Linked DNA regions of Mus musculus: region 2 is linked to region 1. A link is a contact called in public Hi-C data. All regions are on one chromosome and are shown on one strand. The core of a region is the stretch at or near the end of the contact, and the rest is flanking DNA. Distances in the headings are between cores, read along the strand shown. Region 1 has its middle 52 kb from the start of Gm32500. Region 2 has its middle 58 kb from the start of Fam114a2.

The links. A called contact is a pair of places that touch in the nucleus more often than the background predicts.
Region 2: a Hi-C map of the C2C12 cell line shows a contact between it and region 1, with 5 times the contacts expected there. The contact joins two enhancer-like sites. A contact is called at or near these places in 13 of 484 Hi-C or Micro-C datasets (the C2C12 cell line, the STO cell line, adipose-derived mesenchymal stem cells and 4 more) and 1 of 9 other capture datasets (embryonic stem cells).

Annotation. Positions count from the first base shown.
Region 1 is chr11:56,370,079-56,376,001 of GRCm38.p6, forward strand. No RefSeq gene overlaps it. Among named protein-coding and RNA genes, the nearest start is that of Gm32500, 52 kb to the right of the region's middle. Within about 2 kb of position 3,668, at least 28 of the 459 cell types and tissues checked have an H3K27ac peak or open chromatin away from gene starts, as enhancers often do. A contact at or near this core is called in the C2C12 cell line, where this site is marked.
Region 2 is chr11:57,457,822-57,463,986 of GRCm38.p6, forward strand. No RefSeq gene overlaps it. Among named protein-coding and RNA genes, the nearest start is that of Fam114a2, 58 kb to the right of the region's middle. Within about 2 kb of position 2,135, at least 7 of the 459 cell types and tissues checked have an H3K27ac peak or open chromatin away from gene starts, as enhancers often do. A contact at or near this core is called in the C2C12 cell line, where this site is marked.

The sequences.
Region 1 (5,923 bases), core at 2,418-4,917:
GCTGTAAACCAGCATCTTTCATGAATAGACCTGTAAAAGCTAGTAACAGAATTAGCCGAAGAATTAAGCAATTTATGAAAAGAATTATACATCATCACCAATGGACTCTATTACTTAGATGAAAGACTTGCCAATGTAACACACTACAAAATATTCAGGAATGTCAGACAGAGATTCCAAAAGAATATCCAAAAAATAGGGATGGAGAGATGGTTCAGTGCGTAATAAAGTACTTACCACACAAGCTTGAGGATCTGAGTTCAAATCCTCAGACCTACATAAGGCTGGGAATAGTGGCACACATCTGTAGTCACTCCTAGAGGAAGATGAAGGCAGAGGCAGGAGAATTTCTGGAGGGCCATGGCCAGCTAGACTGCTATATGCATGGGAAAAGACAGAGTCTGTCTCAAACTAGGTGAGAGTGAGGACTTACACCCAAGTTTGTCCTCTCATATTCTCCATGCCACATACCACACACACACATACACACACACACACACACACACACACACACACACACACACACACACACACACACATTACATATTGAAAGGTCAAAAGAATCTCTACCAAACAAAGAAAAGAAAACCCAAGTGACTAATCAAAGATTAAACACTTCTTCTCCACACTCAAGACCAAGGCAGGGCTGCTTACTCTCTTGCTCTTACCACTCCATCAATGCAGTACCACAAACCATTCAAGACAAAGAATAAAGCTGTTAGAAAATAGGAAATAAAACTATATCTAAAACCAGTTCTAAAAAAATAAGGTATAGCATATAAGATATATACAGAAAAGCCGATTCATTGCCTATATATAAGGAATGAGAAAGTGGACACAAAATCAAAAACATAACAATTTAGAGTAAGTCATTACCAATGAGATACATATGCATCTGATGAAACATACATGACTTGGATGCTGAAATCCAGACTGTCATTGAACGAAATTAAAGCATAAATTGCTCATGCATTAGAGGACCTGATATAGTAACAAACCACATTTTCCTCTCAATTATTGTGTGGGTTGGATATAATTACTGTCAGAATTCCAGCAAGGTTCTCTATAGAATAGGCATTTTTAATATATACTGTAAACGGAAATGCAAAGGATGTAGAAGTAACATACTTGAAAATAAATATGGGACAAAAGTCTGTTTGTTTGGATTTAAAGGCTAAATATTTAGCCTTGGTAATCAAGACTGTATAGAGTCCAGGAAGGTGTAGACTTACAGACAAATAGGGGAATAAAGAACACAGAAAAATGCAAAAAAATAAAAATAAAAAGTCTGGGAACACTGCAAAACAATCTGGTAGAAATCAGAAACATCTTAGCAAAGGATGATGGAATAATTAGGCTTGTAAAGACAAAGAAAGACAGAGAGAAGAGACAGGAAAAAAAAGAAAGAGAAGGAAATAGTGGGATAAAGAAACAAGGAGGAAAAAAGACAAAAGACAATGAAAGGACAAAAAAGATATAATTTAACTACTTAAAAACATAATTCAATGCAAAATTGACTGTACCCTAGCCATGAAGCTACTATTGTAGTCTTCTTACTAAATAGACATGTTACAAGCTGTCTTCTATATAATTGTGATATACCCGTATGTTATTTCTGCTTTTAACTGTAGTTAAGGAATCTTCCCTCTGCAGTGGTCAGCAGTTAGTGAAAAGAGTCATAACTGGTCAAAGTCCTGAGCATAGTGACTGTTGGCAGATCAACACTAAATGAGTTGTCTTTATTGGTCTTTCCTTAAAGCTCAGGGAACAACATGGAAGTGGGGAGGGAACAAAGTAAGGGTCATGGAACAGAAAGGAGTGCTGTGTCATGCTGTCTTCTGTCATGGTGTGGCTATTGCAGTCCTAAACTCACTGAATTTGTGGTTACCTTCTATAGAAGATCATGCCAACAACATCAGTTAACACACCAGAGATTTAGTGCCAACTGGACCATGTAGATTATAAATGAAAAGGGTGGGTGCATGAAAGGGGCACAGAATGTGTTGGGGATGCTAGGGAAAAAGGGAGAAGGGGGAGAATTAAGACACGTGTAAACAAGTATACATTTGTCAAAGAAAAAAATAAAGATATTCTATCTAAAATGCACCATGCTATGGGAGAGGGAGATATCTGCTAGGAAGGGGATATAGGAAGGGGATGTAGAGTGTTGTAAAGGAAGAGAGGGAAGAAGGGAATAGTTAAGATTAAAGGTGGTGAAGGATGGGAGGGAATGTAAAGATGGAAAATGGTGAGGAATAAATAACAGAGGCACCTTTTTCCTGATTTTTTTTATTAAGTTTCTTATTTATTTTGCATCCCAATCACAGCTTCCCCTCCCTCCTCCTCCCAGTCCCTCCCTCTCCCCTTGTCTTGACTTCACCCACTCCTCTTCTCCTCCTCAAAAAAGGGAGTGGGGCTTCCATGGATATAGACCAACCTTGGCATATCAAGTTGCAATAAGACTAGGCACATCTTTTTCTACTGAGGCTAGGCAAAGCAGTGATGGAAACTGTTGCAGAGACCAACAGCCAAACATTAAGAAGAGCTAGAAAAACCTACCAAGGACACTACAAGAAAACCTACAGAATTAACTAATCTGAGCCCATAGGGGCTCATAGAGTCTGAACTGCCAATCAGAGAACATGCATAGGACAGAGCTAGATGCTTTGCATATATGTAACAAAGGCACTTGGAAAAGACCATATTGAAACCCACAACTGTAGAAGCTTTCTAAAATATTCACATCCACATGGATAAGAAGAGTTTAAATGGAATTACTCTAAAATGGAGTGACAATACTCCAAATAGACACCGTATTCTATCAATAAAATCACTAGTACAGGAAAGGGCTACATCCTTTTGAATTGTTGGTCAGTGGGGTCCCATAGATCCTCTAAACAGTACAGACTATTGCCAATGCTCTCAATTAACTCCAGAAATTGTGGGCAAGATGCTATTGCTGAAGACACCACATACATGACTTCTATGATATGGAGAACTCTAGATAGCAGTCAACTGGAAGAGTCAACCCTGCTGGCCAGTGTTCATGGTTTTAGAATGTTGTGCCCACTACTGAAGAAGAAAAATAAACTTTCATCTCACCTAACTATGAACACTGCTAGTGGCAATAACAATTTGCCTGGCATGATGCAATAAAAGTTTAAATGGTACAGGGGTAAAAAAAATACAAAAAAACCCCAAAACACTCTCTGATTTAATTTAAGGACTGTTCCATGAGATAAAACCCAGCCATGACATTGTCAGCAAGTCCAAAACCTACTATTAGGTAAGTCATGGGATCTAGGAGAAAACATTCTGCTAAATGGACAAAAGATTAAAATTACTCCTAGTAACTTATCACTGTATTATACATTAGTACATAACTCAACCCTTTCAGAGGAGCTTCTTGTTGAAATAGATGGAAGTAAACAGAAACCTACAACTGGTCAATGTGCAGAGAACAGGAGGCTTTGAAATGCTTCACCTTGTTTTTGAGACACAAGCTTTCACTTTTACAGAAATAGCACAATACTAGGCTCTCTGGTGGGAGACCCCTGGGGATTCCTACCCCTCCCCAGCTACCCAGCACAGGGATTCCAAGCCTGTACCTCACCAGGCTTATTCGTGTGTACTCTGGATACCGAAATCAGGTTCTTGTGTTTGCATGGTAACCACTTTAAGCTGATGAAACATTACTTCCATGTGTCCAGCCCAATAACCTAGTTTTCTGCACAGCATGAATCATCCTTTGAAATTATTTTGCTTGCTTATCTTTCGTAAATCCATCATCTCTGTCCCTTTCAGAGAAGAAGCGTCATTCTTTCTATTTCTCCACAATTATGTTCACATTGCCAGTAATTTTCCAATGCTAGGGGAAAAAAATAACAAGATGAAGAGATGGATTAGAAAAGAGACAGAGAGTTACAGACAGGCAGTTTGCAAGGGAGTTAATCTAGCTTAACTGGTTGAGTTAGAGAACACCCAGGGCCTGTTTGAGCTCCGCTGTTCTGACAGCATGCATGAGAGAGTTACATAAAGGAGCAAGCAGGTGAGATCAGTTTCTACCTTTGCAGAGCTTAAGATCCAAGGAGAAGATCACTATATGCCAATCTATCATTCCACTAATAGAAGAACTGCAAATAGGTTTATTCAAAGAATGGGGCTGTAATCTTCTAGGTGAATCTCTAGCAAGACTTGACTTTCTTGGGGAGAAAGGGAAGGCTTTACAGAGAAAGTGGCATTCCTTAGAGGACCTGAAGGCTGGTATGATGAGGATGAATACAGAGTAGAAGTGGTAGTATTGTAGAAGGAGGAACAGCATCAGAGAAATGAGGTGAACTATCTCTAGCTATGACACCCATGAAGTGTGTTGGCCCCGTGAAGCCTCAGCATCTTGCCAGGACCCCTGGCCACATGAGGGAGCTGACATCAAGATTATCATACTCGATGCTGGATTCATTACCCCTCACAGAGTAAACACTGAATGACTCATGAAATTTTATCTGCCCACAGAAGACTTTTAATGTGCGTGTTTTACGACACTAATATTAGTGAGTCAGCCAGTGGACAGCCTTTAACATCAGTCTCGTCCCTCCGTTCTTTTAATGCAGTGTGGGGAGTCAGCAGGTTTGGCTTTGTTTCTTTGCTACTCTCAGAATTTTTCATTTGTCTGTGAAAGCATTTCCTGTTTGCTTTGTTCCTTTTCCATCAATTCACTGGGGCATACTTTAACTCTTGCTCCAGTGAAGTGGTCATAGTGAAGTCAGCAGACATGAATATGGGATACTAGCTTTCAGAAAACAGAAGGCTGATGCTGCTGAACAGTCTTCTCTTTACCAGCCTACAACAAGCATCCCTCTGCAGCTCTACAAATGAACAATGCTGGTCCAACCAGTATGTGTTGGATCGGTTATTCTCCATGCCTAGTTGGCTTCTCTTTCCACAGACCTGTCTTTAAAATCTACTTAAATTTCATCTGCTTTGGGAAATCATACACCTCTTAGGATTATTTTGATCACAAATGACAGGAACTCTGCATTCTAAGTAGCTTATATTTAAAGAGGAATTTCATGGTCTTGTGTGGCTGATTAGTCCTAGAGGATCTTGGTTTTGAGGGTAACTGTGTTAAGGACACACCAATGTCACCAAACCCAGGTCTGGGTGGGGTAATTTGTTTATTTCTTCTTTATTTGGTTTCCGCTTCTGTACAAATTCCATTCCCTATAAACTTCTGAGCTCACATCATCTGGGGACAGATGTACAACCGCTCATAAATTCTTGGAGAGGGTTAGGTACATTCTCTTGGCATGCTTTACATATCATGGCTAGCATTGGACTTCATTCCGTCCTCAGAGAATGCAAGGCTCTGATTCAGGAGACCAAGGTTACACGAAAACCCTGCTGTAGAATGTTTATGGATATTTCTTCACATCAGATATTCTGTCCCTATTTCCCTTTGTTGCTGTTGATTTATTTTTGTTTTAGAGACATAATTTTACACTATAGCTTGGGGTGGCCACAAACTCCAAACTCAAACTCACAGCAATCCTTCTGCTTCTATCACTTGAGTGTTTGGATGATGTTGGACTCTGGCTCTGCATTATAGCCCTAGATATACTTAGAACACAGTACCTTCTATCTGGCTAGAACTTCATTCTTACAGATGAGACAGAGTTGGGAATAAGAGTGTGATGTTAGGGATGACAGGCTGTGACAAGTCTCCATGTAAAGATGTCAGTCAGTAAGCATGAATTTTGTAGCACACTCCTCCTCTCCATGTAGAACACAGGGCACAGGAAATTATAGTTTAATTAAGTGAGCTCTAACCTATATCCAAGAAACTGAGTAGCAGTTTGTCAAGCAAAAATATAAAGAAAATAACATTACTAATTCATTTCTATATGCAGGAAGGTTTGTGAACATT
Region 2 (6,165 bases), core at 885-3,384, 1.1 Mb after region 1:
ACATTCTTTAAATATCTGTGAGTACTAGAGCTAGGAGTAATTTCTCTTTTCCATGTGCTTTGCTCTACATTCTGAGTGTTGAGCCATGAATATAGAATGCTGTTGTTAGCTGAGCTTTTCCACCAACTTCCTTCCCTAGATGTGTCAGATTTTTTTTTTAACCCCATGAAGTTATAGGAATTAAACATCCCATTTGGAATACAGAGTCTTTCTGAATAGCTCATTTATTCTTATTATTCCCTTGTCAAAATCTCCCCCAGGTTCCTGTTGCCTAGGATATGAAGGTCAAATGTTATATGAGCATGATGACCAAAAACCCAGTAAGGGCTTGAAGCCTCCTGATCATTTCCTACTGTTCCTACAATGGTTGGTGTCTATGTGTGTACCCTGACCCTTGCTCCAAACTGTCCCCTCCCCCACACCAATAGCCTCTTGTGGTTACATCTGTCTCTCCAAGAGCTATCACTCCTTATGAGGTGAAGACAGATCCCATTGTTTCAGAAAGCCCTACCCACTCCATCATGACTAGCTGCCCTGACCTCACTCTTCCCTGATTCAGTCTCTGCCAGTTGCTTTGACCCATCTCTGCACTGTCTTCCCTGAGTGATGGACACAGCATTTTGCAGGTGGGCTGTGTATTGGCAAAACAGGACTCCACACATTGACACCCACTGTGCATTTCTGGTTAGTCGCTAAAATAAATCGGAAAACATATGCCACAGTCAAGTGGCCACGCAGTGTGAAATCAAGGAAGCAGCTCTCAAAGGTTCTTCAATCCCCCTAGAAGTTTCGTTTGCTGCTGTGACCTTCATCCCCAACGGATAGGATCTTCTCTGATCCAAGAGGCATGGAGTTCAGTGGTAGTACCGTCCCTCTGTAGGAGAGCCCCCCCCATCACCACTGATGGGGGAATTTCCCTATGCATGCAGTGTTCCCAGGTGAGAAGTTATTTCCCAATGTTAGGCAGTCTGGGTCCTTGAAACAACCTCAGCATCAGTGATGTCTTCAGGTCTATGATGGAGAGAGGGCAAATCCACTCAAGAATTCCAAAAGACATTGCCCTTTCTAGTGCATCTGAGAAGCCGGTCCTTGCATCCTGGGTCATGGACAAGTACAGGCTTCCCTCCAGTGAGGCTATAAGGATGAGCGACAGGGAGCTAAGAGTAGCTGCAAATTTCTGGCCATGAGCACTAAGTTCATTACCACATCACCATAGGAAGCACTACCACTTATGAGCCCCTAGGTCACCCAGGAGCGTAGCCCAGAGTACCCAGTCCTCTGGATGATGCTGGGGTTAGGGATCAGCTCCTCTTTATAAACAGCAACACGAGGTCTCCAGAGCAGTACCCCCCCCCCAGGTCCCATGCCGCAAAAATAGTGGTAGCAGATAGATACACTCACACCACGCCAGCAGAGTCTGGTGTGGAGATGGCTCAGTCAGCTCAGTGCTTGCTGCGAAACTGAGGAGTTGAGATCATTACCAGCACCCACGTGAAAAGCCACATGCCACCAAACCTGGATGACCTGATTTTAAGCCCAAAGATTCACATAGTGGACGGAGAAGCCAGTCCTTGGAAGTTGTCCTCAGACCTCCACATACACAATGGGGCACGTGCATACACAGTAATCTTTCCTTCTGCTTTGTTTAGATATCTAAGCACCTTCATTCCAGCACTGGGGAGGTAGATAATTCCCTGTGCTCAGAGGTGAGCAGCTTGACCTAATCTAAGAGCCCCAGGTTCCTTTTAGAGAACCTGTCTCAGAAAATCAGGTGGAAAACTCCTGAGAAAGACATCTAATGTTGACCTCTGGCTTCCACGTGTGTATGCAATATACACACAGAGAGACACGCACACACACTCTCACACACACATGCTTGTGCACACACTTATGCACACATACTCACAGGAAATGAAGAACAGAAACGAAGCTTTTCTGCCAGCCAGGGGCCTTTCTTTACCTCTCCAGGGCTCTCTAATGTCCTAAGACCATCCCCAGCCTACCTCCTAAGTTAATTCCTGCAGCCTCAGCTTCAAGCACTTTCTCTCCTTGGAGTAGTAACTGATCCCCAGCCTTCGAAGCAGCCATTTCTCTTCCAGCACTGCCAAATCACCCCTTGGCCACCTTCCGGGATGACTCATCCCACGGCTCCTCCCGGCCTGATTCTTTGCACCGTTTCTGTCTCTTCTCTCGGCAGCTCTCCAACACATACTCTCCATTCTGAAAGGCATTTATGATTTCCAGGATAGGTTTGGGGGAAATTTTTTAGAGTAAGTTGGGAGAGGTGTAATGGTTTGGGGAAAGGAGACTTCCCATCCATCCAAACACCTTCTTTCCTAGGGAAGAGAGATTTGATGAAAACTCAGAGGGTGCTAGACAGGGAGGCGACTTAAGAGATGCAGCACAGAATGGTTCAAATGAAGATGGATCAGAAGCTCGGATTAAACGTCCCCGAGGCCTTCAGTCTTACCCAGAAATGTGCAACAGAGAACACACTTGGATTTGTGGATCTGATTTAAAATGCAAAATGTCTTTCCTCAAAATAGGTAAATAAAAGGTCAGATGCTAAGTGTAGTTCATGCCCTCTAAGCAGAACTAACCACCACCAAAGATACTCACCACACAGGCCATGTGGAAGCTAGGTGTCTCCTTGATTGTCCCTCCCTAGGAGCTAGTATTGCATGGCTAGGTAGCTTCGAGAAGGCTGAAATCAAAAGGCTTGGACCCCAGCTTGGCTCTCCTACCAATAGCTTTGTTAAGCTTTGGCCAATATTGTTAGCTTTATGGGCTTCAATTTCCTCAGACATATGGTAACATTTTTGCAGCACTGTGGGTGGATCCCAGAGCCTTGCACATGTGGACAGGGGCGTAATCACCTCGCCCACTGCTAAGCGCCCTCCATGACCTAGAGTAAGGGTCCTTCTAGGTCTCACATTTTGTTAACTTTCTAGTGAATATCAAAGTGGCCACTACCAAAGGCCAATGCTACCAGATGCTTGGCAAAAAGACATTTCCTCGGTCCCATATGTGTGTGAAACATTGTGTGTTTAGGGGGTGGGGGGCTGGCCCCTGAGACAACTCTGTAAACAGTGGACATCATAAAGATCCTATGAGAGCTAGGTGTGGTGGGTCATGTCTGTAACCCCAGCAGTTGGGAAGCAGAGACAGGAAGATCAGTAGTTCAAAATCAGCCTGTGTGTACTGAATTTAAGGCCACCTGGGTTACATGAGACCCTGTCTTCAAAACTCAAAACAAAAGAGGAACAACTACCACCAACAAAAGACCTTATGAACCATTTTTACATAAAGATTCAAAACAGCTTAAATCAATATAATTTAACATGGCCTTAATGTATTCCACAGAACCCTTTATACTTTCACTGTTGTGGTGGTGGTGGTGATGGTGGTGGTAGTGGTAATTTTGTTTCGTGCTGGTGGTAGTTTTGGTGATGATGGTTATGGTGATTATGGTTGTGGTAATAATTGTCATTGTTACCTCATGGAATGCATTTTAGGACACACTGGTAGTAAAGTTGACATCTTTCTTCTTGCCTCCAGTTTTAGCCCCCTTTTTGTATTCCTCCCCAAGTCAGGTCAGTACCTAGAAATTCCACTCAAAGCCAAGTTAGATGTTTCTGGGTGTTCTGTCCTTTCAAGCTGTGATAGTTAGCCTTAACTGTCAGTATGACACAACCTAGAATCACCTGAGAAGAGAGCCTCCATAAATGATTGTCTGCATTGGCTTAACCTGTGAGCAAGTTGATAGGGACTAGCTTAATTAATGAAGTGAGAAGATCCAGTCCACTGTGGGTGCACCATTCCCTAGGCAGATTCTTGAACTGTATAAGTGTGTTTGTTGTGACAGTGGTGGTGGTGGTGATGCCGGCCTCTGAGGATGTCTGTGGGGAAATGTCTTAAGTTAACTGATGTGGGAAGACAGTCTAGTGTGGGCAGCGCCATCCCCTAGACTGGTGGACCTGTACTGCATAAGATTGGAGAAACAGATGTAAGCACAAGCAAGCAAGTGAGCATGCTTATGTTCACGCCTCTCTGCCTTCAACTGTGAGTGCAATGCGATGAGCTGTTTAGAATCCCTGCCCCGATTCCCGCAGCGATGGTCTACATCCTGAAATCCTGAGCTGAAATAAGTCCTTTCTCCCCTAAGTTGCTTTCCATCAGGGTTTTATACCACAACCACAGAAACAAAACCAAAGCATGGTCATCGGCGGGTGACGCCTATGCCTGATCCCTGAGTATCACAGGACAGAACCCACAGTATCTCCTTCAGACACTGGTTCTGGACACAGAGAAGCAATGCTAAGGCCACTAAGGGAACTCTCCTGCTGGTGTTGGCAAGGTGTCCCCTCGCTAAGAAGCTGCCTCTCGTAGTCTACTCTGTTACTCAACAAAATAAATGCCCAGCAGAAATGGGTTTTCTTGACTCTGAAGATTACAAGTTCAAGACCAAGGTCCCATAGGGCTGGCTTCCAGAAGGGCTTCTCTCCCTGGCTTGTTAAATACATACATACATACACACAAAAATACATACATACATACATACATACAATAATACATACATGCATAATACATATATACAATAATACATACATAATACATACATGCATACATACATAATACATACATACAATAATACATACATAATACATGCATACATAATACATACATGCATACATAATACATGTGTGCATACATACATATAATAATAATGCATACATACATATAATAACAATGCATACATACATGCATGCATACATACATACATACATACAATAAAAACAAAACTGTGTCTTCACATGCCCTTTCCTCTGCTGGACAACAGAAAAGGAGAAGACTCTAAGACTCTAATCACATCCACCTCTTAAAAGGACACTAACCCCATTGGGTGAGGCCCCTATGACCTTACCAATTTTTGGAACGACCCTCCCTGTTAGGCACAGCCACTTTGGGAGGTTGTGAGTTCAATATATTGATGGTGTGGGGCTCCATGTGGTGCATAATGGTAATTCTCTAGATTTTCTGTAGCAGGAAGAGGAGAGTTTGAGAGCTTAAGAAGCAGAGAAACCAAGAAGCATCAACACTCCAAGCACTGTATGAATGGAAAGGGGTGGCCAGTCCAGTCCAGGCACCTACTGCCTCCACCCACCACCTCAGTACCCTGAGAAGTGACAGGATATGGAGAGGACTGGCTTGTGACACACCTTGAAAGGATGTCACCACATATGGGGCCCTACAGGCCAGCTTGGTTCAGAAGCTGCAGAGCCACTGTCTTCAGATCAAACCGACTCGCAGGCCATCTGCAGCAAATGTGTGACGGAGCTACCGAGGAAGCGAGGACGTGGCCTCGCACTCTGGGACAAGGAAGAGCCTCGGGGCTGATGGAGAATGATGTCCTGCCACAAAGATGTCCTGCCTCGAAGAACAATAAAATCTTACAGCACATTAAATTTAGGAAACAAAAATAGCCGGGCTGTACATCACTCCCAGGTCTACACCCAAAGGATGTACGCAGAGACACTCACTCATCCATACCCACTGCTTCTCTATCTGCAAGAGCTGAGACACGGACCTAGCATAAATGTCCATCCATCGGTGGCTAGACAATGGATATGTGGTATGTATACATACACAATGAAACTTTATTCAGCCATAAAAAAAGAAAGAAATCATGACGTTTGTAAGAAAATGGATGAAACTGGATATTTTTAACATTGAATATCCCAGGCTCAGAAAGACAAATATGTCTTCTCTCATGGACAAAATCCAGATTTCAATTTGTGTGCTTTGTAAGGAACGGAGATTTTTTTTTTTTTTGGGTTGGTTTTTGAGACATGGTTTCTCTGTGTAGCCCTGGCTGTCCTGGAATGTGTTCTGTAGACCAAGTTGGCCTTGAACTCACAGAGATCTGCCTGCCTCTGCCTCCTGAGTGCTGAGACTAAAGGCGTGAGCTACCACACCCAGCAACAGAAGAGGTATTAAGGGGAGTTTTGAAGGGGAACACTAAGGAAGGTTATACAGAATAAAAGTGGTTACTGGGGGAGGGGTCAGCAGGAGAGGAGCAGGACGCAGGTGGGGAGGGTCAATAACCAAAGCACTGAGGCTTGGGGAGAAAGAAGGCTCAGCAGTCGCCCACCTCGCCCTGCAATC